5 separate regions of the Mus musculus genome follow, and regions 1, 2, 4 and 5 are each linked to region 3. The links are chromatin contacts, called in public promoter capture Hi-C maps. All regions are on one chromosome and are shown on one strand. Each heading gives the region's core, a stretch centred on a gene start, on an enhancer-like site or on the middle of the called end of the contact. The rest is flanking DNA. Distances are from core to core; before and after follow the strand shown. Region 1 holds the start of Mcm8 (minichromosome maintenance 8 homologous recombination repair factor). Region 2 holds the start of Bcl2l11 (BCL2-like 11 (apoptosis facilitator)). Region 3 holds the start of Nop56 (NOP56 ribonucleoprotein). Region 4 holds the start of Mrps5 (mitochondrial ribosomal protein S5). Region 5 holds the start of Gpcpd1 (glycerophosphocholine phosphodiesterase 1).

What was found. Promoter capture Hi-C pulls out the DNA fragments that hold promoters and counts their contacts. Capture Hi-C pulls out chosen DNA fragments and counts their contacts.
Region 1: a promoter capture Hi-C map of pre-B cells shows a contact between it and region 3, with 5 times the contacts expected there. The contact joins the promoter of Mcm8 here to the promoter of Nop56 in region 3. A contact is called at or near these places in 1 of 39 promoter capture datasets (pre-B cells) and 1 of 115 datasets of contacts at active chromatin or transcription factors (thymic regulatory T cells).
Region 2: a contact with region 3 is called in a promoter capture Hi-C map of pre-B cells, with 2.4 times the contacts expected there. The contact joins the promoter of Bcl2l11 here to the promoter of Nop56 in region 3. A contact is called at or near these places in 2 of 39 promoter capture datasets (liver and pre-B cells) and 1 of 9 other capture datasets (liver).
Region 4: a promoter capture Hi-C map of liver shows a contact between it and region 3, with 3 times the contacts expected there. The contact joins the promoter of Mrps5 here to the promoter of Nop56 in region 3. A contact is called at or near these places in 8 of 39 promoter capture datasets (the C10 cell line, the HPC-7 cell line, embryonic stem cells and 4 more), 1 of 484 Hi-C or Micro-C datasets (the G1E-ER4 cell line), 2 of 115 datasets of contacts at active chromatin or transcription factors (astrocytes and large pre-B cells) and 3 of 9 other capture datasets (adipose tissue, liver and macrophages).
Region 5: a promoter capture Hi-C map of pre-B cells shows a contact between it and region 3, with 5 times the contacts expected there. The contact joins the promoter of Gpcpd1 here to the promoter of Nop56 in region 3. A contact is called at or near these places in 2 of 39 promoter capture datasets (liver and pre-B cells).

What each region holds. Positions count from the first base shown.
Region 1 is chr2:132,814,240-132,819,309 of GRCm38.p6, forward strand. Mcm8 (minichromosome maintenance 8 homologous recombination repair factor) reads left to right here and starts at 1,902. Exons shown (of 19, transcript NM_001291054.1): 1 at 1,902-2,226; 2 at 2,835-3,006; 3 at 3,466-3,549. The coding sequence starts at 2,859. Trmt6 (tRNA methyltransferase 6) reads right to left here and starts at 1,815. Exons shown (of 11, transcript NM_175113.3): 1 at 1,565-1,815. The coding sequence starts at 1,695.
Region 2 is chr2:128,123,731-128,128,648 of GRCm38.p6, forward strand. It overlaps Bcl2l11 (BCL2-like 11 (apoptosis facilitator)), which reads left to right and starts at 2,308. Exons shown (of 4, transcript NM_207680.2): 1 at 2,308-2,522; 2 at 4,890-4,918. The coding sequence starts at 4,903. Acoxl (acyl-Coenzyme A oxidase-like) reads left to right here. Exons shown (of 18, transcript NM_028765.3): 18 at 1-163.
Region 3 is chr2:130,271,162-130,276,053 of GRCm38.p6, forward strand. It overlaps Nop56 (NOP56 ribonucleoprotein), which reads left to right and starts at 3,251. Exons shown (of 12, transcript NM_024193.2): 1 at 3,251-3,315; 2 at 3,473-3,562; 3 at 3,871-3,985; 4 at 4,502-4,663; 5 at 4,815-4,892. The coding sequence starts at 3,313. It overlaps Snord110 (small nucleolar RNA, C/D box 110), which reads left to right and starts at 4,354; the gene lies at 4,354-4,412.
Region 4 is chr2:127,585,446-127,590,822 of GRCm38.p6, forward strand. Mrps5 (mitochondrial ribosomal protein S5) reads left to right here and starts at 1,981. Exons shown (of 12, transcript NM_029963.2): 1 at 1,981-2,040; 2 at 5,250-5,336. The coding sequence starts at 1,983. It also overlaps a transcript of Zfp661 not described here.
Region 5 is chr2:132,576,795-132,581,694 of GRCm38.p6, forward strand. It overlaps Gpcpd1 (glycerophosphocholine phosphodiesterase 1), which reads right to left and starts at 1,454. Exons shown (of 20, transcript NM_028802.3): 1 at 1,274-1,454.

The DNA of each region.
Region 1 (5,070 bases), core at 652-3,151, 2.5 Mb after region 3:
CACCTCATGCTTATGTGGTTAAGAGCTCTACCCTTTGAGTCATCTCCCCTCATTCATCAAATGCCACTTGAACTACATGTCCTCTGGAGGTGCTCCTGACTCCTAATTCTTACTCTTTGCTGGATTTCCAGTAACTAACATCTATTTTGTACCTCTTATCCTCATCCTTGAATCATGTTGGTGTTAATGAAACACTTTACGCCTCTGCCAGCCTATCTTATGTGCAAAGGTGTGTGTGGTGGGGGCCTGGGGGGCAAGCATCCAAACTGACAGGCCGGAAAGTGTGGGAGGCGATCTGATAAATAATGAAGCTGCCTGTTTCCTGGGAACGATTAAGAGTGGCAGAGAGCCATGATCTCTTTGGTGATAGGGAGTCCGGCTTGGGATGCAGCTGGGTTCAGTGGGTCATTTTCTAAATAAAACAAAAAATTAGGATCGTGGCTTCCTAAGAACAGGGATAGTAAAAAGAGCTTACAGCTGACTCTTTAGGGAGCTGGAGAAATGACCCAGCACTCGAGAGCACTTACTGCTCTTCCACAGGATCTGACTTTGGTTCCCAGCACCCAAGTTGTGTGGTTCCCAATTGGCTGTAACGCCAACTCCAGGAAATACAAAGCATTTGGCCACTGAGCGCACAGGAATTCACATACTCAAGCCCACAAAAACACACACACACACACACACACACACACACACACCTTAAAACAATACTAGGTCGTTTTTTTGTTGGTTTTTTTTTTTTTTTTTGAGACTGGATTTCTCTGTGTAGCCCATCAAACAAACTAATTAACAAAAAGAGTACCTTTTAGAACTAAAGATACAGTATGTCTCCTTGGTAACAAAAAGGATCATCTAACAAAACACATTATAAAAAGGACATTCAAATGGTTGTATCAGAACATGAAGCAAGCTGAGTGTGGTGAAGCAAACCTGTAATCCCACCACTTGGGAGGCAGGAAAGTGTTTGCTTCAGCGGGCCATCAGCAAGCACCAGTATGTATACTGGGCTTAAGCTGGCCATGTACCTTGTAGTAAGTTCTCTTTTCTTACAGTAGACAGATTTTTCCCACTGGGATCCAGAGAATAAGACTGCCTACCTGCAAGCCATACTATGTGTAAGAGATCTTTCTTATCTCCCTTTTCTCTTACTGAGGAAGTTGGATTTATGAAGAAAGTGGGGAGCTGGGAAGAGAGTCAGACATAAGAGATACGAATGTGAAAGGTTGGATAAATTCTGTAAGACTAGTGAGGCTCTTCCCCCGCCCCCCAAGAATCCTCGGGAAAGCACCCTCCTGAGTGGGAGTATCAAGAATGGAATTCTTGGGAAGAGAATTTGGCGCAGAAGGTAGAATAGAAAGTTGGGGAATGAAAGGTAGAGGCGAGTACTGTACCCGTAAGCCAAGGATGCGGCAGGATCCCGGTGGGAAGGCCTCAGTGATAGGAAGACCTGAGTGGTAGCAATAAGGGCTGGGGAGCGGGATTCAAAGAGCCAAGAATGGGGCACAGGAGGGAGTGATTATCCGGGTGGTGGTGCGCGCTGCCCAAGGCCAGCAACCAGACTCACTTTCTCCGCTGGACTTGCACTGCTTTGAACACATCTTCTCGCTTCAGCACCACGAAGTCACCGTCATGGATGCAGTGGTCCCCGAGAGGCGGGGGCGGTGAGCTCGGCTGCTCCGCAGCTGATGCCTCCATGGAAGCCAGGTAAATTTCAACCTCCGTTTTTGCTCCAGCCGCTAGGAGCCCGGCACGACCAGGAGGGACCTGCGTCTCCGCCGGCACCGCCCCCACGTGCTGCACGCCGCTTCCGCTTTCCGGTCCGGACCTCGGGACGGCTTCCGGAAGCCTGGCGACTTCCGTCTCTCTGAACTCTTTGATTGGCTACACTTCATCCCGCCCCCTAGTCGCGTGGCTTCCTTAAGCAGAAGCGCGTCATAGACGCGCCAAAAAAGAACTTCAAGCGAGGTCCGAGTTTGCCTTCTGGGCTTGTGCTCGGCCTTCCCCGCCCTGCGTCTGGCGTTCTGGCGCGCAGTGACGCGGGCACCGGGCGGCTCCGGAGACGGAGTGTCCGCGGAGCCCTGCGTGAGAGTGTATACGGCTTACGGCTCTGTCGCAGGCTCCGGGGCTCCTGAAAGCAGGACGCGAGGAAGACGGGGAGTCAGGGATTGCGTACGACTTTTCTCAGGCTGCTTCCCTATGTAGATGTTGGAATCGCCACCGTTCTCAGTATGTTATCCTGTTGGATCGATGTGGAACGTAGTGTTGCGATGGAATGTCTCATCCTGAGGATCCTGAAGACTTGAGCTTTTATCACAGGGCTATCACAAGCAACCTTGATTATTATTAGTTTGCATACTTGCGAATCTTTTATTTATTAAAACCTCTTAGGGTTAGAACAGGTTCTCCTAATGAATTACAGCACAGCGTATGAATCTATCAATAGTTTGTATCTGTGGGATAGGAATTTTTAAGTGGAGTTACTTTCTTTTGGAACAGTTTTAGGACAGCCTGCCACAGAAAGTAATACAGCGAAGATTGGGCTATGTTATTTCCCTAGTATCGTACTGGTGAGGATTATTTTCAGCCAATACTGCCCAATATTAGTTCCACACAGAAAACCGGTTCAAGTTAACTCCTTGATTTCTCTCTTGGTGGTTTGTTGAAAACTGGTATTGAATAAATGTCTATGGTGTACCTTAATCATGATGGAGATTAAAAGAATTAACTATACAACACATAAGGTTTATACTGCAGCATGGAACTTTGCAAGCCTAAGTGCTGGTCTTAAACACAGTACATTAATCCCCCCCTTACTATGTTAATACATTTTTTAGGAGTGCTCTTGACTTGTGGAAGACATGAGTGGTGCTTATAGAGGCAGAGGTTTTGGACGAGGAAGATTCCAAAGCTGGAAAAGAGGAAGAGGTGGTGGGAACTTCTCAGGAAGGTGGAGAGAAAGAGAAAACAGAGTTGACCTGAATGAAGCTTCAGGAAAGCACGCTTCTGGTACGTGCACGCAGGGATCGATATGTTTTCTCTCGGGAAAGAGACAATTCAAGGGCCGGTAGATGCCAGAGTAGGTAAGGGGGACTGCTGCCAAGTGAGGACCCTCAGGTCCCTGGAACCTACATGGTGGAAGGAGAAAACTGACTCCATAAGCTGCCCTCTGACCTCCACATATGCACTATGGCATGTGTGGGCCTACTAGTGTGCACAGGCAACATAATGTAAAAAGAAAAAAAAAATACAAGGAATGGAAATAATGATAATGCCTATTAATAATAATGCCTAGTAGATAGCAGGATAGTTTAACTCAGACTTCAGGTCTGAAGGTTAATATTTATAATTCTTATTGAAATATCTAATTTGGAGTCTATTAATAGACTCCTGTAAAAGGAGAAACTAGTTGGAGGGAAAACTAGCCAGTGCTTTGGTTTTTACTAACATCGTATTCTACGTTTTCAGCACAAGCCTCACAACCGTTACTTCAACAGTCAACATTGGATCAGTTTATCCCGTATAAGGGCTGGAAGCTTTACTTCTCTGAAGGTGGAGTTTAAGAACCATAAGTTATATATTCATCTTTGGATACTACAATTCATGTTACCGTTGTGCACTGGTCTTCCTGCTCTATGCCGCCTTTCTCTCTTCCAAGCATTTGTTTGAGCATTATTGCTATATGATGTATCAGGAAAACAGGAACTGGTGAATGTTTCAAAAGATTTCATACAAGGAATTGGATATGTATATGGTAGACTCAACACAGCAGTCTGATTCCTGTGACTGAGGGAGAACCAACCAAGAAATGCCAAGGTTATCAGAAGTGGGAGCTCAAAGGGAGAGGCAGGACAACGGTGACATATTCATTGCATCGCACCCTTCCAAAGCTGTGCTGTATCACTTTGAAAGACGTCCTACTGTGTGATGAGAACTTAGACGAATGAAGCTGATTGTCCCTAGTAATTGAGGATAGATCAGATGTTCCTGGAGGCTAGAACTATACTATCCTGTGCAGTCGCAGGGATGCCATGGAACAAGGGGCTGGAGAGATGGCTCAGCAGTTAAACATGCTTACTGTTCTTCTAGAGAGCCTGACCTTGGTTCCCAAAAGGAAACTCACTCTGAAACCCTTTTTGACCTCTGTAGATGCCTACATGCATGGCATGTGCTCCCGCTCTCTCCCTCTCCCTCTCCCTCTCTCTCTCCCTCCCTCCCTCCCTCCTCCCTCTCCACCTCCCTCTCTCCCAAGCATGTGCACTTGTGTGCGTGCGCGAGCGCACACACACACACACACACACACACACACACATAAAAGTAAATCTTACAAGAAGAAGAAGAAAAAAAGAAAAACAAGAATAGTTTCTTGCAACCTTCCAGACCTCCCAGTGTCCTCAATTGGCTGAACTAATGATTGAATAGGAATTTGGGCAAAGATGACAGTCAGACATCAGGACATAGTAATAGGCTTCTTGCCAAGGATTAGATGGCACTCGATGTTTGTAAAGTGTGCAGATGTTGGTTTTCTGTTTTCTTACGGTATTGACGTCTCTCATATCTCTTATGAAGCATGGTTTTGTTCTTGCCTTTATTTGTAGCTGGGGGTTTTCCCTCTCCAGTGTACTGTAGTGCTTGTAGTCAAGGATCCTGTCTTGTGACAGACTTTTAGTGTTCATTGTGTGAATGAATTCGTTTCCCCTCCCTATTAATTTGATAGGTGTGTTTCATAGGAGAGCCTTTGTTCCTTTAGGATACATCAGCCACACCATTTTCATCATCACCCTGGTAGCTAGCTCATACCACTGTAAAGTGATTTTTAGATTATTAAAGATGGAATTCAAAGAATACTTTGCTTAAAATTGACCCAGCTGCATTTCATTAGACTTTCTGTGACAGAGAAATGTAAAGATACTATACAACTTTGTAAAAATATTAAAAAGTAGCATTATAATTTTGAGATTACAGTTAAGCTTTGGTCTGTCTCCAGATCCTTCGGAAATAATTAGCAAGTGGCAGTTTGGACTAGTAGAATTTACTTTACAAAGATAGTGATTGTCTTAACTCTGTTCATGT
Region 2 (4,918 bases), core at 1,058-3,557, 2.1 Mb before region 3:
CTCCGCGCTAAACTGTTACCAACCCTTCAGAAAAGCATAGATGTGCAAAGATTAATAAATAATAGAAAGATGCTCCCGCGGCTTGGAGAGGTAGGGCTGGCTGGCCTGGGGAATAATTGGAATAAAGTGATTTTGGAATTTGGAGAGATTACACAGGCGGAAATGAATTTCTCATTTGTGTTCTGACTTGGTGTTGCCCAGTTTCGTTCTCATCTCTAGCCATCGACTCGCTCCCCTCCCTCCATATCCGCTGGCAGCCTCAGTAAGGCACCAGTGACCCACTGGCCCTTCCCACGCTGCTCTTCTCTGCTGTCAAATCCGGTCCCAGGAGTTCTTCCGACACAGCCAGAGAAAGCTGAATGGGCCCAAAGGCCCGCGGCTACCTGACTTGAGGCACTTGGTGGAAGCTCCCCTGACTGCCTTGTTCCCTGGTGATGCAAGAGCCTCCGCCTCCAGGCCGGCTTCCTAATTAGGACCTAAAAAAGAGCACATAGCCCAACCCGTTGCTTTCCCCAGTGCCTGTATATTTTCTTTTAGCATGTCCAGGGTTGCAGAATCGGAAGACTCCAGAGCAGCCTGCTCCTACAAAGAAACACCAGCGCTTCCCCACCCCCACCTCCCACCCCTGTATGGTTCTTTTCTAGTCCAAGTATGAGGCGCCTAGCTCCACGCTGAGGGCGCAGAATACTTGCTGCTGGCTTTGGACTCCCAGAGTAGCAGTAGCAGATTGGGCTGCATGGGTGGGATGCCGAGTGGCCAAGGCACAGTACTGCTTCACAGACCTTGGTCAGGACAGACCTGGATCGGCGGTGTACTTGACTTCATCCACGCCCTTGCCCTGTGCGCTCTTGTAGCGATCACCCCTGACCTCCAGCAGGAGCAAGGCTTTGCCTTGAACACCCCAGCTTCCCTGGGAACCAATGGCTTCTTTGATCTCACTCAGGATTCACTTGAGAAGCTAGACTTTAGCATGGGGCTGTGCTGTGTCACCGTGACGTTAGATCCGCATACAAACACCAAAATGACCAAGATGGCCCAACATTGATTGGGACGGCAGGTCGCAACACTTGTTCTGCAAGAAAAGGCTACGTCCTACTTACTGCCAGCCTGGATGCAGGTTGGGTAGCCCATTAATAGAGTTTCCTTAATCTCGTGTGGGGAGTGGGACGTTCCATTTCCAGAGCAGCTTTTTTGGGCCGCCGCTATGAGAGAAGGGGCTGGGGGTGGGGATGCACATGGCGCCATTGACTTCCAGACTTCTGTTGGAATCACAAAGGCCTCAGGAAGATCAAGGGATTTTTTTTTCGACCCCCTTATGGTTTTCCCAGCTCGGCCTGAACTCCGCTGCTCCATGGTCGCCAGCATCGGCGGACCGATGGATAGACAGTTCCTGGCGTACACTGTGAGCCCCAAACATTTCGAGGCTCCCAACACCGCTCATGGCACAACCGTCTTTCCTTGGTAGCCCCCCTCCTTTTCCTTGTAGTTATTCTTTTCCAGCTAACTTTCTCATTCCCCTATTTTATATGCTTGTCGTGCCCGCCCATCGCTCCCTGAAGCTTCCCGCTTCTCTTGTCTCTCAACTGTCCTTCTCACCACCACCTCTGCCTCTTAAGTAACTGGGCACTAGGGAAACAAACATATAAACCACAACAACAACAACAGCACACACACACAAACACAACACTAAGGAGAGCCTAAAGGAGGACAGAAGGCAGAAGGCGGCGGCGACGAAGAATCTCGCTTGAGGCGCAGACGAAGAGGGGTGAGCATCTTGCTGATCTGAGTCCCCCGGAGGTCAGGAATTCTAGGAAAGGACAGTCAAAGGCCAGTGCCCATCCTTGCACCAATCTAATCCTCATGGTTTGGGGCTGAGAAGCTGTGCAAAGCAAGGGCGGAGGGACGCCTTCTGAGGCTTCCAACTGGCGCCCGCGGCCGGGCTGGACACAGAGCAGTGTACCCTGAGCGCCCCCTAAGTTCCGCTCTGCGAGGTGGCCGCCACGGGCGGACGGGGAGGGGCGGGTACATTCTGAGTGGAGGATGGGCGAGCATGCAGCTGCCCGCAGGCCAAGACACTAGGGTAAACACGCCGGGGTGGGCGGCGCACGCAAACTGCAGGACAGCCGGCGGGGCCACCCTCCCCACTACCTGTCGCAGCCTGCACGCGCCAGCGGCCTGGGGGCCGTGGGGGGTGGGGCTTACCTTCCGGCTTGCCGGGGGCCGGACTAAACGGGGGCGGAGCCCGCGGTGATTGGGCGCGGGGGCGGGGGCTCAACTACCGCAGAGTCTCAAGAGCAGGCTGCTTTCACTTCGCTCCCCGCAGGCACTGGGTCACCAGCTGGTTGGAGCTCTGCGGTCCTTGCCATCGTCGCCGTCACCGGATTCCTGCAGCCGCTCTGCGAGCTGTGTTCCACTTGGATTCACACCACCTCCGCTGCTCCCGCCGCCACCGCCTCGGCGCCCTTCCCCTGGCCCTCGTCCACCCAATGTCTGACTCTGATTCTCGGACTGAGAAACGCAAGGTAAACACTCCGCGACTCCCGGGGCGCAGGCTGGGGATGGATAGAAGACAGGCGCCGCAGCGGCTTCATCTGTCTCTGGTGTCGCACGTGCGGGTGGAGGCACTGGTTTGTCCCGCGTGGCTGCAGGAGGCGAACGCTGGGAGTCGGGTCGAGGTCGCTGCGTGCCAAGGCACTTTTGGGGAAGGGTTGTCGGCACTGAAGCTGCGGGCACTTAGCCGAAGACTGGGTTGGGACGCAATGCCGCACGAGGGGCCGCTGAGGCATCTCTCGCGGGCAAGGAGGGCGCGTGGTCTCGGCTTGGAGCCGAGGTCCCGCTTCGTGGTGCCGGTAGTGCGTCCAGCCGGGAAGCGTCGCGGCGACCCAGACGGCCCGGGAGAAGTAGCCGCGCGGTAGCGGCGGGCGGGTAGACTTAACTCTTCGCTGACGCGGGTTCATTGCGGAGGTTTGAGTATTAAAATCACACGCGCCCAGACTTTGCTTGTACCCATTCAAGTCAGTTTGGCCATAGTGGTCAATTTCCTTTCCGGATGTCCCTGGCGGCCCGGTTCCTTTTGCGACCGTCCTGTGGATATTGAGGAACACCGTATCTACAGGAGACAAGAAACCCCGTAACCCCCCTAGGACCACTTAGGCTACGCGTATTCCAAGCCCCAGCTAGCCGACTACTCCTAGCCCGATTGCACCGGGACCCAGTCGCATAGGCTGGCGGACCCCTGAGCTCGCAAGCCTATTGCCCACGGGGCAGGCACTGCTTGAGGAAGGCTAACTGAACAGTGGGGGCAGAGGTCTGGATGTGCATGCCCGAGACCCGAGATGGTCGTTCATATTTGGTTCGTGTCGGTAGCACTCGGTAGCACATGGGGACACAGCAGGTGAAGTTGCTGAGAAGTTCTTCAGGGGACTGCGGAGGCATTAGGGACTTGGCTCGGAATGGCCTGGAGTGCGATCGTGGCCTCGCGGATCTCCGAGGGGTGCGTGTCTCGCTTTGTCTCTAATGTCCCGCTGCCCTGGCGGCGGGAATTCCCGCAAAGCGCGCGCCGTCCCGGCCTGGCCCAGGGGTGGGGCGGGGCGCAAAGCGAAGCTGCCCGGCCCCCTAAGTTCCAGCCGGAGCTGCGGTGGCCGGCACAGTCTGAGCGGCGCTGGGCGGCGAGTTTGTCAACAATCGCCTTGCCTTCGGCTGCCTGACCCGTAGGCGCCGCCCCCACCGCCTCTGCCCATTGGTTACGATGGGGAGCGACTGCGCGCGGGCCAATGGGGGAGCACTGGCAGCCGGCGCCAGGGGCGCAGGGCTGGCGGTGCCCGCGCGGCGGCGGGAGCTGCGCGCTAGGGGCGGAGCGGGAGGAGGCGGAGGATGATCCCGGCGGCGGCCGGTGCAGCGCGGGCCAGAGGCGCGGCGCGCGAAACCTTCGGCTCCCCGGCGGAGCGTGGCGGAGGGCGGACGGGCAGGCGCGGGGCCCTGGAGCCCAGGACCCGGCTTTGTTTCCCTTGCCTCCTCGGTGGCGACGTGCAGGGGTCGTTCGATCGGCGCAACACGCCGCGCTCGGAAGGGAAGGGGCGGACGTGAGTCTCGGCATGGTGGCCCGGGGAGGGAAAGAGTCAGCCTTGCGCCGGGTATTGCCAAGAACGCGCAGCTAGGTGTGGAACTTTCAAAGGGATGTCTCTTAAGGCCCTCTTTGGAAGTGTGCACATTCCGGCAAGGTTGCACCCGAGAGAAGTGGTTTAGTGTTTGGGGTGGCGCGCAGGGCAGGCAGCAGGAGGGACCTTGCGGCCGAGGGCGCTCGACCCGGGCGGAGCTGCGCTCGGAGTTACAAACTCTATTGTGACGCACTTACTACGACTGACGGCCGCTGCCAAACCTTCTCCAGACTTGCTGCCCTCAGCATTTTCGGCAAACAATGGGGCCGGAGCAGGGAAGGCGGCCAGCCGCCTGCAATCTCTGCATCTGCGCCCGCTCCTGTGCTCCAGCTCCGCATCTGAGCCCGGGAAATGAGAGCCCGCTGGGATTTTCAGACTTGATTCAAGTTTGTCCTGAAGGAAAGCACGAAATGTAGACGTCCCGCGAGCTGCTTCTCCTAAAACTTCTGTGCTTGTGTGTGCGTGAGCGCACAGGCTGACTCCACAAGCTGGGGAGCTGATACTTTGTTTTGTTTGGTAGTCCGATTTAGTTCCACTCTGCATCAAAATAAACACACCTTCATTATTTTGGGCGCCCCTTTGGTCTTACTTGGCAGATAGTCAGAAAAGTAAACAACATAACAAAGAATCTGAGGTTGACTCTAGAATTCTTAACAAATGGATGAAATGATTTTAAAACTTAATTTGCTGAAGATAATCGTTTTGTTGTCCCCCCTCCCTGTTTCCTTGCAGAAAAAAAGACCAAATGGCCAAGCAACCTT
Region 3 (4,892 bases), core at 2,001-4,500:
AAGACTGTTTAAAGTGGAATGGATGAAAATACTAATTAGCAAATTTACCATCTGAATGGAATTTCCAATTCCTATCATTTAAACAATAAAAGTAAATATTTACCTACCGCCACCGGAAGCTGCATGGTATTGGCAACTGTTTCACCATGTGAAACCTAATTGTATTTAGAGACAATGCGTTGTTTACACATGTAAGTGAATGACTGAAGTCACTTTTAAAAATGAACTTCAGAGAGTGTGTAAAATTGATGTTAGGAAATTCTTATATAAAATGGTATGCTATTTATTGGCAAATGAACAAAAAAGTGAGCTGGAGAGACAGCCCAGCGATAGAGCACTGGCCTAGAATTTGTGAATGAGGCTCTGGGTTCAATCACCAAAATTGCAAAAAAGGGAAAGGAAAAACTATTACAAAGATATGACAAAGGTCTTGCATATTTTGCTAAAGCACTCAATAATTTTAAAAAGAAGCTAGGTGGAATGGTGTGCACCTTTTTATTTTTTTAAAAGATTTATTTTATATATATGAGTATACGTGTAGCTGTCTTCAGACACACCAAAGGAGGGCATCAGATCTCATTACGGATGACTGTAAGCCACCATGTGGTTCCTAGAACTTGAACTCAGGACTTTTGGAAGGGCAGTCAGTGCTCTTAACCGCTGAACCATCATCTCCAGCCCAAATGGTGCACACCTTTAATCCCAGCATTAGGAGGAAGAGGCAATTGGATCTGTGAGCTAAAGCCAATGGGTCTACATAGTGAGCTCTAGGCCAGCCAGAGTTTAATAGTAAGATCTTGTTCCAAATAATAACATTTCAACAATAAAAATGACCCAGAAAACAAGATGAATGACCACTAGCATTTGAGTGCCCACTACACCAGGGACCTATCTATTTCATAGCTGCCCCAGGACCAGATCGTCAATAAAGGTTTATTAAAGGGGTGAATGACTCTTTAATCTTTAATCTGAAGAAATAGAGTCTCAGGTCAAGTGATTAATTTCTGGTCACACTGTAAGGCAGAGCTTGGGCTCCTACACAGGTTGCTTACTTTGATTCATATTTATTATAGATTAATAAGTCACCCATAAATTTAATGGCTTTAAGGCCACAATATTTTTCACAATTCTGTGAATAGACAGAGTACACACAGGGCTCTTCTTGTCATGACTACGGTTTCATGCAGCTGCAATCAGAGACAGTGGCAAGAGGTAGAACACATGTCTACTCTCTGTTGGAATAGTTGGAATAAGGGATAGTTGGAAGGCTTGACCTCTAACTGTCCCCATGTAGTCTCCATGGGACTCATCAGGCTTCACTTCTTATGAGGCAACTCAAAGTCAACAAGCATGCACAAGGTTCAGAAATGGCAGACTCAATCTACCCGTGTCCGTTGGGCCATAGGCCTGGTTGTCAGGAGGCATGGATCATTATTGGCCTTTCTGGAGAACAACTACCACAGGTGATTGATTATAGGATACCAACACCTTTAATTTTCTTATTACTTTGTTCACAATGAGCAACCATAAACAAAACATGAATTTCTGCTTTAGAAATATTCAGGAAGCAGGGCGAAGGATAACTTGGAGACAAAACTCAACAATTTTACAAAAGTCTACTTTGGTAGGAAAGGTCTGTCTGAACGTAGGCAAGAGCAATTAATTTATCAAAGAAGCCTAGGGAAGGGAAGAAATGGTGTCTGATATCACAATCTACAGATCCCACTAGGTTCAGAACTATAAATATTGGAGGACTTTCTTTTTTTTTTTGAAACAGGGTCTTACCATGTAACCTTGATTAGCCTGGAGCTATCGATATATACCAAACTAGCCTTGAATTCACAGATGTCTGCCTCCAAAGTGCTGTGATTAAAGGTGCGTGTCACCATTCAACTCCTGGGGTGACATTTTAATGAAGTGGTGGAGGTGAGGAAGCCAAAGGAACATCTTGTTTTGCTTGTTTGTTTGTGCTGTGTCGCCTCATCTAATCACAAGCATTTATAGCTTACTTTTCTTGAAACAGAGTTTCACTGGGTAACCTTATCTGCCTTGGAATTTGCTATGTAGCCAGGCCTGTCTCTGCCTCCCAAATACCAGAATTAAAGGTGCGTTCCACCATGTCCTGCCAAGCGCTTGTAGCTTCCTAGTTGCAATACATACACATTTCTTTACTATCCAAGTCCACTTTATTATCCAAGCCAGCTCCATTACAGGCAATGTACAGCCAACTTACTCCATTATAGAGAAAGTACAGCCGACTTACTCCATGATAGACAATGTACAGCCGACTTACTCCATGATTCTTTTTTCTCGCATAAGGCATAGACTATTTAAGAGAGACTATTCAAGTTTGGGATTTATTTTCTCTCTCTATTAGATATTTTCTGAATTTACATTTCAAATGCTATCCCCAAAGCCCCCAATACCCTCCCTCCGCCCTGCTCCCCAACCCAATCACTCCCGCTTCCTGGCCCTGGCATTCCCCTGTACTGGGGCATATGATCTTAGCAATACCAAGGGCCTCTCCTCCCATTGATGGCCGACTAGGCCATCAAGTTTGGGATTTATAATCCTAACACTAAAGTAAAGTGTCTTTTTATTTTCTTTTTTAAAGCAAAGGTGATTTTAAATTATCCACCTTGGTGTGCCTAAAACTGGCACTGAAAAAAACAGGAACGCAGCTCCTTGGAAGAATTCTGGGCCTACGCGGCCATGAGCAACCACGTGGTGCCGAGCAGCGCTGGGTTCTATGAATCAGGGAAAGGAACAGAACTAGGAAGAGGTAAACCGCTCTTGTCTATGCCTCAGCCCGCACCAACAATTTTGTTAACAACAAAATGTAAAAGGAAGAGGCAGGCAGCAAGAAGACGCCATTTCTGCAGGGTCTGAGGCCGGGTCCCACGAGGACCCGGAATATCTGGGCAGCGGGAAACCTGCGAGGCTTATCAGGAAGCCTCATGTCCCCTCACCGAGTTCTGCCGCCCGGCACACGGGTGACAAAAGCACGAGGAACGAAGAAGGGTGGTCTCCAGGCCACTCTGCGGCCTGCCGGCAGGAGCGACACCATTCACTACAGACGCAGTACCGGCTCGCGCAGCCGCAGAGGCTGGGCTTGGCAGGCCCGCTCGCGCCCGTGGTAGTCCAACCCGCCCGACGGACGATACCACACCCGCGAACCCCCTCCGAAGACCTGACAATGGTTTCGTCCGCAGCCTCTGATTGGTCAAACCGGAGAAGGTGTGGTCTCCGCAGTCTGGTTCCGCGCGCCAGAGCGCGCTAGCCGCATTGCGAGCTGGGCACGGAGCAGGCGCCATGGTGAGGAGTGGTGGTGGGGTATTTGCGTAGTGAAGGCCTTAGCGTGCGTCTGGGTTTGCATTCGGGGTCGTGCTCCGGGTCTGAGCCAGGGCCTGCTCTAGCAGCGGCCCCGCGGACTGGGAAGTTTGACTGATGGCCGCGCGCCGGTTCTTTTCAGGTTCTGCTGCACGTGCTGTTCGAGCATGCGGTCGGCTACGCGCTGTTGGCGCTGAAGGAAGTGGAGGAGATCAGCCTGCTGCTGCCGCAGGTGGGTGAGCTCGGTGGGCTCGCGGAGCTGCAATGCAGCCCCTAAGGCCGCCAAACCCCAGCATGCACCGCGTGTTCCCACGTGGCCGACCGCACCGGGCCCGGCGGGGGGGGGGGGAGCTCTAGAATGAGGGGACTCTTTAACGCGAATCTATATAATTGGAAGCGGTCGGAGATAAACATCTCATTTCCATTTCTTGAGAATTAAGATTCGGGGCCCAGGCACCAATTGCTACAACAGCTGGTGCTTCTGCCTTACTGCGCTGTAGAAGCCAAATTCAAAGAAAGCCCATTCATCCTTCTCTCCAGGTGGAGGAATGTGTGCTTAACCTTGGCAAATTCCACAATGTCGTTCGTCTGGTGGCCTTCTGTCCCTTCTCTTCATCCCAGGTGGCCTTGGAAAATGCCAATGCTGTGTCTGAAGGTGAGTCGGTCCCTCCGGAACATGGGATTCTGGGTGGTTGATGTTCTTAGATGATTTTCTTCTAAGCTTGATACAGTCTAGGGATTATTTGAGACCTACAGGATGGCATTTTAAAACATTAATATGCAGGGGCTGAAGAGATGGCTCAGCGGTTAAGAGCGCGACTGCTCTTACAGAGGTCCTGAGTTCAAATCCCAGCAACCACATGGTGGCTCACAACCATCCCTAATGAGATCTGATGCCTTCTTCTGGGGTGTCTGAAGATAGCTACAGTGTACATATAATAAATAAATCTTGTAATTTAAAAAGCACTTAAATGCTTTACAATTGTGCTCCTGGACCTGTGGTAGAGCCAGGCTTTGCAATGATGACTTATATATCTGTCAATCCCCTGAGAGATCACTGACGACTCCATGTGTCTGAGCAATGCCTGCGGGGATGGGTGTTAACTAATCCGATTGGAGACAGTCTCCAATCTGCAATGTGTGGTTTAGAGCTGTTTTCTTTGTCCCAAAGGTGTTGTTCACGAGGACCTCCGCCTGCTCCTGGAGACATACCTGCCATCTAAAAAGAAGAAAGTACTTCTGGGGGTTGGAGACCCCAAGATTGGTGCTGCAATACAGGAAGAGTTGGGGTACAACTGCCAGACTGGTGGTGTGATAGCTGAGATCCTTCGAGGTAAGAGTCCTATTTCATTTATTCTGTCCACCACGTGGATGCAGTGCCCACAGAAGCCAGCAGGGGGCCTACGGGCCTGGTGATGTGATCTGCTGTGAGTGGTTACTTGGGTCCTGGAGGATCTATTCTTAAAGTCCCATCTTCTTTTTAGGAGTTCGTCTGCATTTCCATAATCTGGTGAAGGGTCTGACAGATCTTTCTGCTTGTAAGGCCCAGCTAGGGCTGGGAC
Region 4 (5,377 bases), core at 731-3,230, 2.7 Mb before region 3:
TCTGAACCAAAAGACAGGTTTTGGCTTTTCTGGAATTAACTGGATACTGCAGAATATGAATTACAATATTTAAAGAAATAGCCAGGCCAGTCATGAGAAATTAAATGAGGGTCCCAAGCCCATACCATTTGTAATTGAGGGATTAAGGAACACTCTTTTGATAGGCTTAAGAAAGCTCCAGCACTGGGACTTCCAAAGGGATGGGCTGTTTCAACTATACATTACCAAAAAGCAGGGCTGATACCCATTCTCATCTGGCCATTGGGTGGTCACAAATGGTCATACCATACCTGTCTGAACAACTGGATCCTGAAACCCAAGATGACCCCAGTATCTCCAGGGACTGACAATGACTCTTTGATCTCCCATTACTATCTGTACACCCTTCCTAAAACCTTGATCTCTTTGGCTATCAATTAAACCTCTCCAATATCAGTTTTTCTTAAATAGAACCTAGAATTGGTAAAGAAGTAAATTTTTCTACTGAGTAAATACCTACCTTCTGGATGTTACATGTTCATGCTGCTTTCTGGAAGGAAAGTGATTTGCTGAACTCCAAGAGCAGTCCCATCAAATATTGACCACAGGTTTTGTCTCTCGTGCATGGCATCCAGAAACTCTCCAGTGTTGCTATGTCGGCTACAGGGGGCACTAAATGGGTGGCTTGTCAGTAGAGGGAATAAATCATATCACTAGGCTGCCAAGGTCTCAGCACTGCTGTCTAATTTTTGTTGATCCCTTTCGCCTCTGTCAGTCTCATGGATCTCTTGTAAGCCTCGGTCTGCCCCTAAGGCAGTGAAAAGGGCAGCTGTGAAAGGGTTCTTCTGCAATTCTGAAGGATGGCTGCATACAGAAATCCTCAACTATGTTCCCAGAGAGCTTGTAAAAGAGCCCTGTGATACTTTGGTTGGACAAGGTCAGGAGAAACATACAATCACCTCTTCTCAGGAAAATGATTCTTCCAGTCTGCTCCTGAGTTTCTTGGGGGCTGCATGGTATGTGCTCAGACATGGTCACGAACCTGTGACAGATTTGGAGGACATAGTTTACCAAGTCTTGCCACGTCTTCAGCTGCCTATAGGTCTTCATGGATATCCTTACTGAATGAACTAAAGCCTCCCCAGCCTGTGCTGCAAAGACTTACAAAGTAGCCAAGGCACTCTCACAAGCAATTCTGAACTTGCTCAGAGACTGCAGGTGTTTCGAATCATGACCAAGACATTAGGTAGCAAATGTGGCTTGCCCAACAACCACTGCCCTCAGGAAAGGTAGAAGCCTTAAATGATAATCCCAAGAAGCTAATGAAGAAAGCCCCTGTGTTACTTTCTATTGCCGTGACAAAACACCATGACCAGGGCAACACAGAAACAGTTTATTGCAGGCTTAAAGTTTCAGGGGAGGAGTCCAGAACCATCATATGTGACTCATTTGGGCAAGCATGGATAGTGTAAAGCCATGAGCAGGTGGGGTAAAACCCGTGGCCTCGGGCTGGAACATGACTGTGTGTGAACAACCTGTACCATGAATACACAACAAAGGCAACATATGTTTAATAAACTTTGGGCCTTTACGGACTTCCCACACTTTGTCTCATTCACCCCCGGGCTCCTTCCCGATGTTCCCAGACTCTTTCCCGGTTCCGCAGAACTGACTTTGCCAGGTCAAGCCTGCTACTGGTGAGATGTGATCCATTAGGCTACTATCAGAGAAAAGAGCCCAGAGCTAGCCCCGCCCTCGCCCCGCCCCTGCCCGGGGTCCTAGCGCGAGGACCCCTGAGCAGCTGTCCGAGGCTGAGCCTGACTCAGTTTCCTCTGTGGTCCACGAGGGCAGTTTTCCGTGTGCGCTGAATGGTGGCCCTCGAGCCTCAGCACACCTCTCTGCGCTGACGACGAACTTGTGACAAGGCGCGGTCGCAGCTCGTTGCTGCAGGCGGTGAGGAAGGCGGTTCCAGAGACAGGCGGAGTCGCTGCTCCGGCTCCAGCATGGCGGCGGCCGTACGCGCTGCAGGCTGTCTCCCTGCATTGTGTAGCTTGCAGGCAGGTGAGCCCTGGGACCCGGACCGAAAGCGCGCGCGAGCAGGGGTCTTTCCCTCGGGTCTGTCGAGTCTAGGCTCCAGGAACGCGAGAAGTCGCCGAGTCCTTGATCTCAGTCTCCCATTCGGGTCCGGCCGGCTGTGTGACCTTGCGCGCCTTCTGTCCCTCTCTGGTCGCGCCGTTTGAGAGTATAAGGAGTGAACTGGGCAGTGTGCTTTCGGCCAGGGAGACCGTTCAGGCCCACTCTGTGAGGAGGAGCGAATGTAGCAAGCATAGTCTGTGGTTCATAGGGTGATGTCAATCCCTGTCTCGAGTCAGAGTGCCGCCAGCAAAAAGTCTAACAGACTCTTACTGAGTCTGTTAGATTAACTAGCTGTCATTTTAGCGTCTGGGCCGATCCGTTTGCCAGAATATACTTTTGCTGTCACCGTCTTCCTGCCGCCCTTTTCAGTTGTGTGCCGATCTCTAGCATGGCGTTGGCTTGTAGGAATAGCTTCGCGCTGGACATTGTGCTCAAGGTCCTGGTCCAGAAAGTTCATTTTGTTGCAATATTTAACCTGAAATCACTTGATAGGGTATGTGACTTGAGCCTTCGTTTGTTTTGCCGGCGTTGAAACCATCTCATTAAGGCCTCTGTCCATAGTAAGTTGTAACATTCACTAGCGCTCGCAGGTGATCTATCTAAAGTGTACACTTCAAAGGTTTTGTTTTAGTGTTTTTGTAGACGGTGCATTTATCATCACAGTCAGTTTGAGAACATTTTCATCACTCCAAAAGAAAAAACAACTGTACCTTTTAACTGTTGCCCCCACCCCTCGCCATCTCTCACTAGCCGTCAACACTGGGAGACTACTGATCTATTTCCCATCTGTCCATAGCTTGTCTGTTCTGGGCATCTGGTTTCTACGATTGGCATCTGCCAATAATGCTGTGTTGTCAGGATTTGTCCCTGCTGTGACATACCAGTCCCATGTTGCTTGTGAGCCAATAATACTCTTGTGTCCATTACACCACATTTTGTTTATCCACTCATTGGCGGATGAACGTTTGAGCCGTTTCCATCTTTTGGCTGTTAGGACTGATGTTAAAACATTTGGATGCTGTGCTTCTGTCTGTGCACATGTCCGTCCTCTTGTGGGTATTTCCTGGGTGGAATTGCTGGTTGAAGTGACACCTCAGTGTTTAACTAAGGAACTAACTACCAAGTAGCTGTACCATTTTACAGCTCCACCGGCACTGTGTAGGGGCTTCAGTTTCTCTTTGCCAGCACTTGTTATTGTCTGTCCTGTTCAGAGAACCAAGCTGTGACGATATACTAATTTTGTGGCTTTGATTTCTAATGGGCTCGTTTCCATGCGCTTAATAGCCATGTGTGTATGTTCTTGAAGCAATATCTGTTCAAATCTTTTGTCTGTGTGCGCCTGTAACTTGATTGTGTGGTTCTTGACCATGAATTTCCTAGATTAGAGGGAAACACTTGATCTAACCGTGTGCATGCTAGGCACATGCTCTACAACTGAGCTGCACGCTCGAGTGTTAGAAGGCTTGGATCCTGTCGGTAGAGCCATGGGTTATGGATGCTTAGGAGCCGGAGCCATGCTGGAGGTAGTGAGTCTGTGGAGGTGGGCTAGGGAGCTTCATCACCTGCCTTCCACGCCTGATCACCTGCTTCCGGGGTGTGGATGTGGTTTTCTGCCGCCATGTCTTCACTGCTTGCTGCCATGACTTCTCTTCCATGGTGGTCTGAATCTCTCTGGGACTGTGAGCCCCAATAAACCCTTTCTCCCTTAAGTTCCTTATGCCTGGATATGTTATCACAGAAACAAGAAGTAAATTTTTGTTTTTTGAGACATATCTCAACAGCTTGCCCAGGCTGCTGTTGCAATCACTCTCTAGCCCGGTGCTGGGTTTGAACTTCCCATCCTCCTGTTCCAGTCTCTCTCATAGCAGGGTCTGTGAGCCTGTACTAACAGGTTACTTCCTGTTCATTGTCACTTGGGTTGACTTTTTATTCTTGATTTGGAAGACTTCGTTGCATTTTCTAGAAATAAGTCTCTTGTCAGATATATAATCTGCAAGAAAAAAAAGTATTTTTGGAGACAGGCTCTCATTGTGTAGTCTTGGCTATCTTGAAACTCACTATGTAGAGCGGGTTGGCTTCGAATTCACAGAGGTCAGCCTGTCTCTGCTTCCAGGCTAGGATAAAAGGCATGTGCACTGTGCATAAACTTTTTTTTTTTAAAGAGTTTTGCATGTTAACTTTTAAGACCCCCTCCCCTGCCAAGGTTCTCACTATGAATGTAGTCTAGCCTCAAACGCACAGTGATTCTTCTGCCTCAGCTTCTCAAATGCTGGGATATACTAGTATACCTGACATTAATAGTGTTCCTTGAAACACAGGTTTTTGTTTTTGAGCATCCAGGGCCTAGTGCACATCAGGCAAGAGCTGTGCCGCCAAGCTGTTTCTAGCATTGAACACATTGGTTTGAAATTTTGATGGTCTCATTCATCTGTTTTCCCCCTCTCCCTTTTGGTAGCATGTGCTTTTGGTGTTGTATCTAAGAAACCACTGCCAAGTCCAAGGTTGTGATTGTTTACGAGTTTTATAGACCTTTGGCCTCTGTCTGGTTTAGTTTTTGATGATCAGAGGCAGACCTGCACTTCCTCCATCTGGATTTTACTGCCCCGCTGTCTCCATACATGAGTTTTCTCAGCTCTGCTGTCAGAGTCGGTGCTAGAACGCCACGCTGAGTGAGGGCTGGTGGGTGCCAGAGGGAGCAGGAGTGGGGATCTGGGGGGCTTCCCCGGAGCTGTTGTTGAAAGAGGCTCCGCCCTTCCCAACACCACGCATGCGCACGCTCTACTCACCTATGCTAGGGAACCTCCAGAGAGCAGCGTGATGATTCCCCCGAAGTCTGCCTTGGTGAATCCATGAGTTTTGTTGGGTTGTTTGCAGGAGTATGGGTAGCATGGAAGGACCAGCAAGGACGGCAGGGGGTGCAGGTGACATCAAGGGACTTTCACGAGGCTTGGAAACTGCATGGGTTTGAGGGTGAAAGGTGGAGATGAGGCGCCATGTCGGCGTGGAGCCTAGAGATGGCTTACATATTGTCTTAATCTTTCTGTTTTGTAGGTTCCAATATCTTACTGGTTAAAATGCTCCGTCTCATGTAGAAAATATCTTTAAACAAATACTCTTTTCCTCCCAATTTTTAGGTCATTTCCTGTCTAGGCAACTCTCTTTAAACGCCTTTCCAGTAGCAGCCACTTCCTTTTTGGCAGTGAAGACAGCTCTTAGCCACGGTAAGGTGCTACTACCTCTCTGTTCTTTAAGGTTTATTTAC
Region 5 (4,900 bases), core at 204-2,703, 2.3 Mb after region 3:
TTTAAAACTTTTCAAAGAAAAAAAAAGCTGTTTCTAATTCTCCTCGATTCTAGCAGATTCTCAGAATATCCTATAATTAAGAAGCAGGTTAAGTGACCACACTGATGTCTGCCCGTGTTAGTGGGGGGATCACTATGGCCCCATTTCTCAGACCTCCATATACTTTCAGCTAATATTTTAATCAAACATATGCAGACAAGAATGGGTTTTTCATTAAGCAAAGGCATTAGCCTTTGGACAGTCCTTAAGCCAAATTAACATCTCATCATCTTTAGACATGCAGTGGGATTTTTTACAAATGCTTTTCATTTCGTGTTGATATCATTTTCATATGCATTTATTACACGTTTTTATTATATACAAATAGTTGACTCACCCACCAACTTTTTATACACACCAAATATTATTCAGTTTTCTTGTGTTTACCAGTTCTCCGGGTGCAAATTTCCTGTATCTCTCTTTACAGATTTAAATTTTGTTTAGAACACTGATTTCCCCTAGTATGTAAGCCACTGCATGGGGTTTACCAGTTTTATTTTGTGCTGTGTGTTTCTAGAACACTGAGCAATTTGGGAGAGAGGGGAGGCTGACAGCTTGTATTTATTCTTTTCCTTATTGTGTTAGAAATGTAGCAGGCAGCAGCTTGAAGGGCAGAGTTAAGTGGGCAGGAGACCCAGAGTGGCAGGGGACAGGAGTATAAGAGGGGACTCTAGACCCGACCATGCTTGCTGCTTGCAGAGTCAGAGAATCGCTAGAAACCGGCAAACTCCAGGCTTCCAAGCCCTCGGGCTTCTGGCCGGACCCGGCAGATGAAGCAGCACGGGGCAGCCACTGCCTCCAAGCCGGCGACGCCAAGGGGACCGCAGCCCTAAAACGTCACCGAGGGCACGGACGAGGAGCTACACAAAGCCCTGGGTTCCCCCCGCCCGGCTGTACTGTCACCCGGAGTTTCTTTCGCGGGCACTAATTTCTAGGCACTTTGGGGAAAGAAGCAGCTGTCAAAACCGCGCGAGTCACCAGTGCGGGCGCGAGGTGACTGAGGGGGCGCGGAGGAAGGGAGGCACCGAGGGCTTGGGCTCCAGCTCCGCCGTTTTCTTTGTTCCCCTATTCTCCGCCCGGGATTTCCGTGGCTGTCCTGGGTCACGCCGCTCAGTGGGACCGCAGCCGCGCGTGGCAGCCGGGGTTCCAGCCGCACCGCGGCTCCGGAACACCAGGCCGCCCGCCCGCCCGCCCCTCCGCGTGAGCGCCCGCCCGCACCGCCGGCCCCCCTCACCTGCCGCTCCGGGCCGCGCCGAGAGCCTGGGCCGCGGCCGACGGAGCCGAGCGTCAGCGCCTCGCCAGCGCTCCCTTAGGTGGCCCGAGGAAGCAAGGAGCCCAGTTACAGCCGCCTCTCAAACCGGTTTCAGCTGCCCTAGACTAAACTGCCAGCCCACCCCGCGGGGCGGGGTCGAAGGGCGGCGGGGCGGGGCCTGACGTCACGCCCGGTCCGGTCCTGGCCAATCGGCGGCCGCGCGCCGGGGGGCGGGCTGCGTGTTCCTGGAAGGGCTGCCCAGAGACCTGAGGTGGCCCGACAGCCTTAGCCCATCTGGCTGGGGTCAGCTGAGGTACTGAAGGTCAAGGTGGTGCGCCTGTAATCCCAGTGTTGGGGAGGTTGAGCCAGGCAAGTAGACTCGAGTTCGAGGCCAGCCAAGGCTATAAAGTGAGATCCTGTCTCAAAAAAGAGAGCTGAGGGAGCCTGATGTTTTCTGGAAACTGCATTCCTTAGGAAACAATCACAGACTAAATCCTTAAAGCTAAAACAAGGAGCTCAGAACAGCTCAGTGGATAAAGGCATTGACCACATTTGAAGATCTGAGTTCACCCACTGGAATCTACATGGTGAGAGAGACCAGACTCCTGTTGACTTCTAGAAGCCTGCTGTCACAAACCCCAAATAAATAAAATAAGTCAATAAATAAATAAAACCAAACTAGAGTTGTTCTTTGCTTTCTAAAACTACCCTTCCTCTTCTTCCTCCTCCTCCCCTCTCTCCTCTTCCTCTTCCTCCTCTTCTATCTCTGTGTGTGCCTCCAACCCTAAATCAGCCCAAGATCAACCACTAGGTAACTTCTAACACAACATTATGTAATCGGGTTTCACTTCAATTGAGATAGTGAGCATCAAGCAGAATCACCTTTTCGTATTGAAGGTCCACTGCTCTACATCTGCTAATTGCTCGCTGTGACTTCATTTCTCTGCTGTTAGTCATACTTAAGTGGTGTTTTTCAAGAGTCTACTTCCTTTGAATGTTTTTAGTATATCTCATCATTTAGTCAAACTACCATTTGTGCAATATTTATGGTTCGGGATGGTAGATCTAACTCATGCCCCTCCCTAAATCCTCTTAAAATATCAAAAGATCTGCACCTGATACAGATCTGTAATCCTAGAATCTCAGAGGTTAAATCAAGGTTGATATGAGTTGGAGGCTTGCCTGCCTGCGTAATGGGTACTAGACCAGCAACAGCTTACATTACAAGACATTGTCTCAAAACAACAATAAAAGTATGGTTGACCCAACGTATCCTTGAGTTCCACATTGGCAGATTCAAGCAATCACAGGCGAGAAATGGGGGGAAAAATGTATTCGTATTAACATATAAACGAGGGGGAGAGGGATTTAAAAATAAAGGCATATGCTGGGTGGGAAAGATAGCTCAGTAGTTAAGAGTGCTTATTCTTGCAGAAGACCTGGAATTGGTTCCCAGCACCCACATGGCAGCTCACAACTTTCCATAATTTCAGTGTAGGGACTTCAATGTCCTGTTCTGTCCCCGAAGGGCACCAGTCCCATATGTGGTGCATACATACATACACATACATACATACCACACATACATACAAAATAAACTTAAAATAACCCCTAAAGTAAGGGGTATGCATTGCTTATATGAAGATAGTATATTAATCATATAAGAAACCTGAACATTTTGGAATCCTAGTTGAGCTCTGTAACCAACCCCCTACAGATTCTGGGAGATAACTTGAATCCACACTTGAAGGATGGCCTATGGCCAGAAACAGAGGTTTCTACAAGATAACTAGCTAGTAACAAGAGATGATTTACAAAGAAACCTGAATCCATGAAAGTCGAAAAGGGAAGTGTTTACTGTGCATGCCTAGAAACTCTGAGAGCAACCCCTCTATCAGTCGTGGGACTGGTTCTGCCACCACAGCTCCTAAAGGAGGGCTGGGCAAGCCGTGTGTCCCCTCCTCTGGCTCCTGCTCTGTACATGGGATGTTATGGGATGTTATGGTTCCTCGAACATATCGTTAATGAGGTTAATCTGAGAACTAACTTTATTATTACCAGAAGGGCACTGAGTATTTTAAACTTCACAGAAACCCTTAGCATGTGCCATCTCACTGGATTCTGAGACGTATTCTTGGTTGTCTGGGATAAGCACACGATCTCATTTTCTAAGTTTTTAAATGTGTTCATGGGAAAGGTTCCCAGTCTAAGAGCTCAGCCTAGATGTGTGTTCTGCCCGTTACTGCCTGTGACATTATGAATATAAATCTTCAGCAAATGACTCGTTACTACTAATGGACTTTGACAGAGAATTCCAGGGAGCCCACTTACTTTCTGAATTTTAAATTTCCAAGAGGTAAAGTTAGGCTGTTTGATGCTAAAACTGCTCCAGTTCCGGTTTACTGAAATTAGTTTTATTTGATTCAATTTCTCATATGCATTTTAACACAATTACTTAGCAGATGGTGCTTTTTAGGAAACAGCCCACTGGTTATCGCTCCCACCATTGCATATTGCTTTGTGGCCACGATGTTGCTGGATTTAATATTACAAGTCTGAACTTTTGTTACAAATAATGTTTCTTTGGAGGAGGGCGTGTAGCTTTTTTTTTTTTTCTCCCTTGGTAGTTGTAGCTATTATCAGCTTTGTTTCCTGCACATTTTTTCCTTAGAAGTACTATGGCTTAGATGAAAGGCCGATACGTGTCTTGTGTCCCACATTCTACTCTAGCTTCACCATCAGCATCTTTACCATTCTCGGTGATATCAGTTGTGTGGTTTGTATACCTTGTGGTAGCCCAAAGAGTCCTAAATCATAGCCTGGACTCTGTCGTGCACCATGTAGGTCACAGCCTCCTGAACTTCCACTTATGACCTCTCTCTACTTGAAAGCTTTACAAGGCCTTGAGTATATCGCTCTAGAAAAAAAAACGTGAGCACGTTCTGCCAACGTGTAGGGAGGTGAGGCGTCCTGCCGCATACTCCCACTAACCACAGAGCCACCCGCCCATGACTTTCCTCTAGGAAGGTCTGTATCCCCTTAAACTGTGAGCCACAATAAGTCCCTCCCTCCTAAATAAAATAAGATAGATATACAAATCAAATATTTATCAAAGTAACCCTTTGGTATTCATATAGTTTTACTATTTATTCAAGACAAATGAAAATTTATTTTTACACAGATTTAATCTCGAGCTGAGTATACTTTAATGCTTTTAATCCCAGCATCCCAGAGGCAGGAGGATCTTTGTACATTTGAAGCCAGCCTGGCCTACATAGAAAATTCCAGGATAGTCAGGACTATATTTAAAAAAAACAAACTCAAAGAATTCAATCTTGGCCAGGCCTGATAGCACAATCCTAGCTACTTGGGAGGTTGAGGCAGGAGGATGACTGGTTTAAGGCCTGCCAGGGCTGTAAAATAAGTTCAGGACCAGCTTGAGCAAGTCCTTGTCTCTAAAGACTTCAGGAGACCCAGCTTAGTGGTGGAGTGCTTTCCTGACACATGCAAAAGCTTTAGGTTCAACTCCCAGTACCACAAATAAATAGCTAAAGGGAGGCTTGGCTGATTCTGAAACCATGGGATATAGAGTACCTTAACATTTCTCAG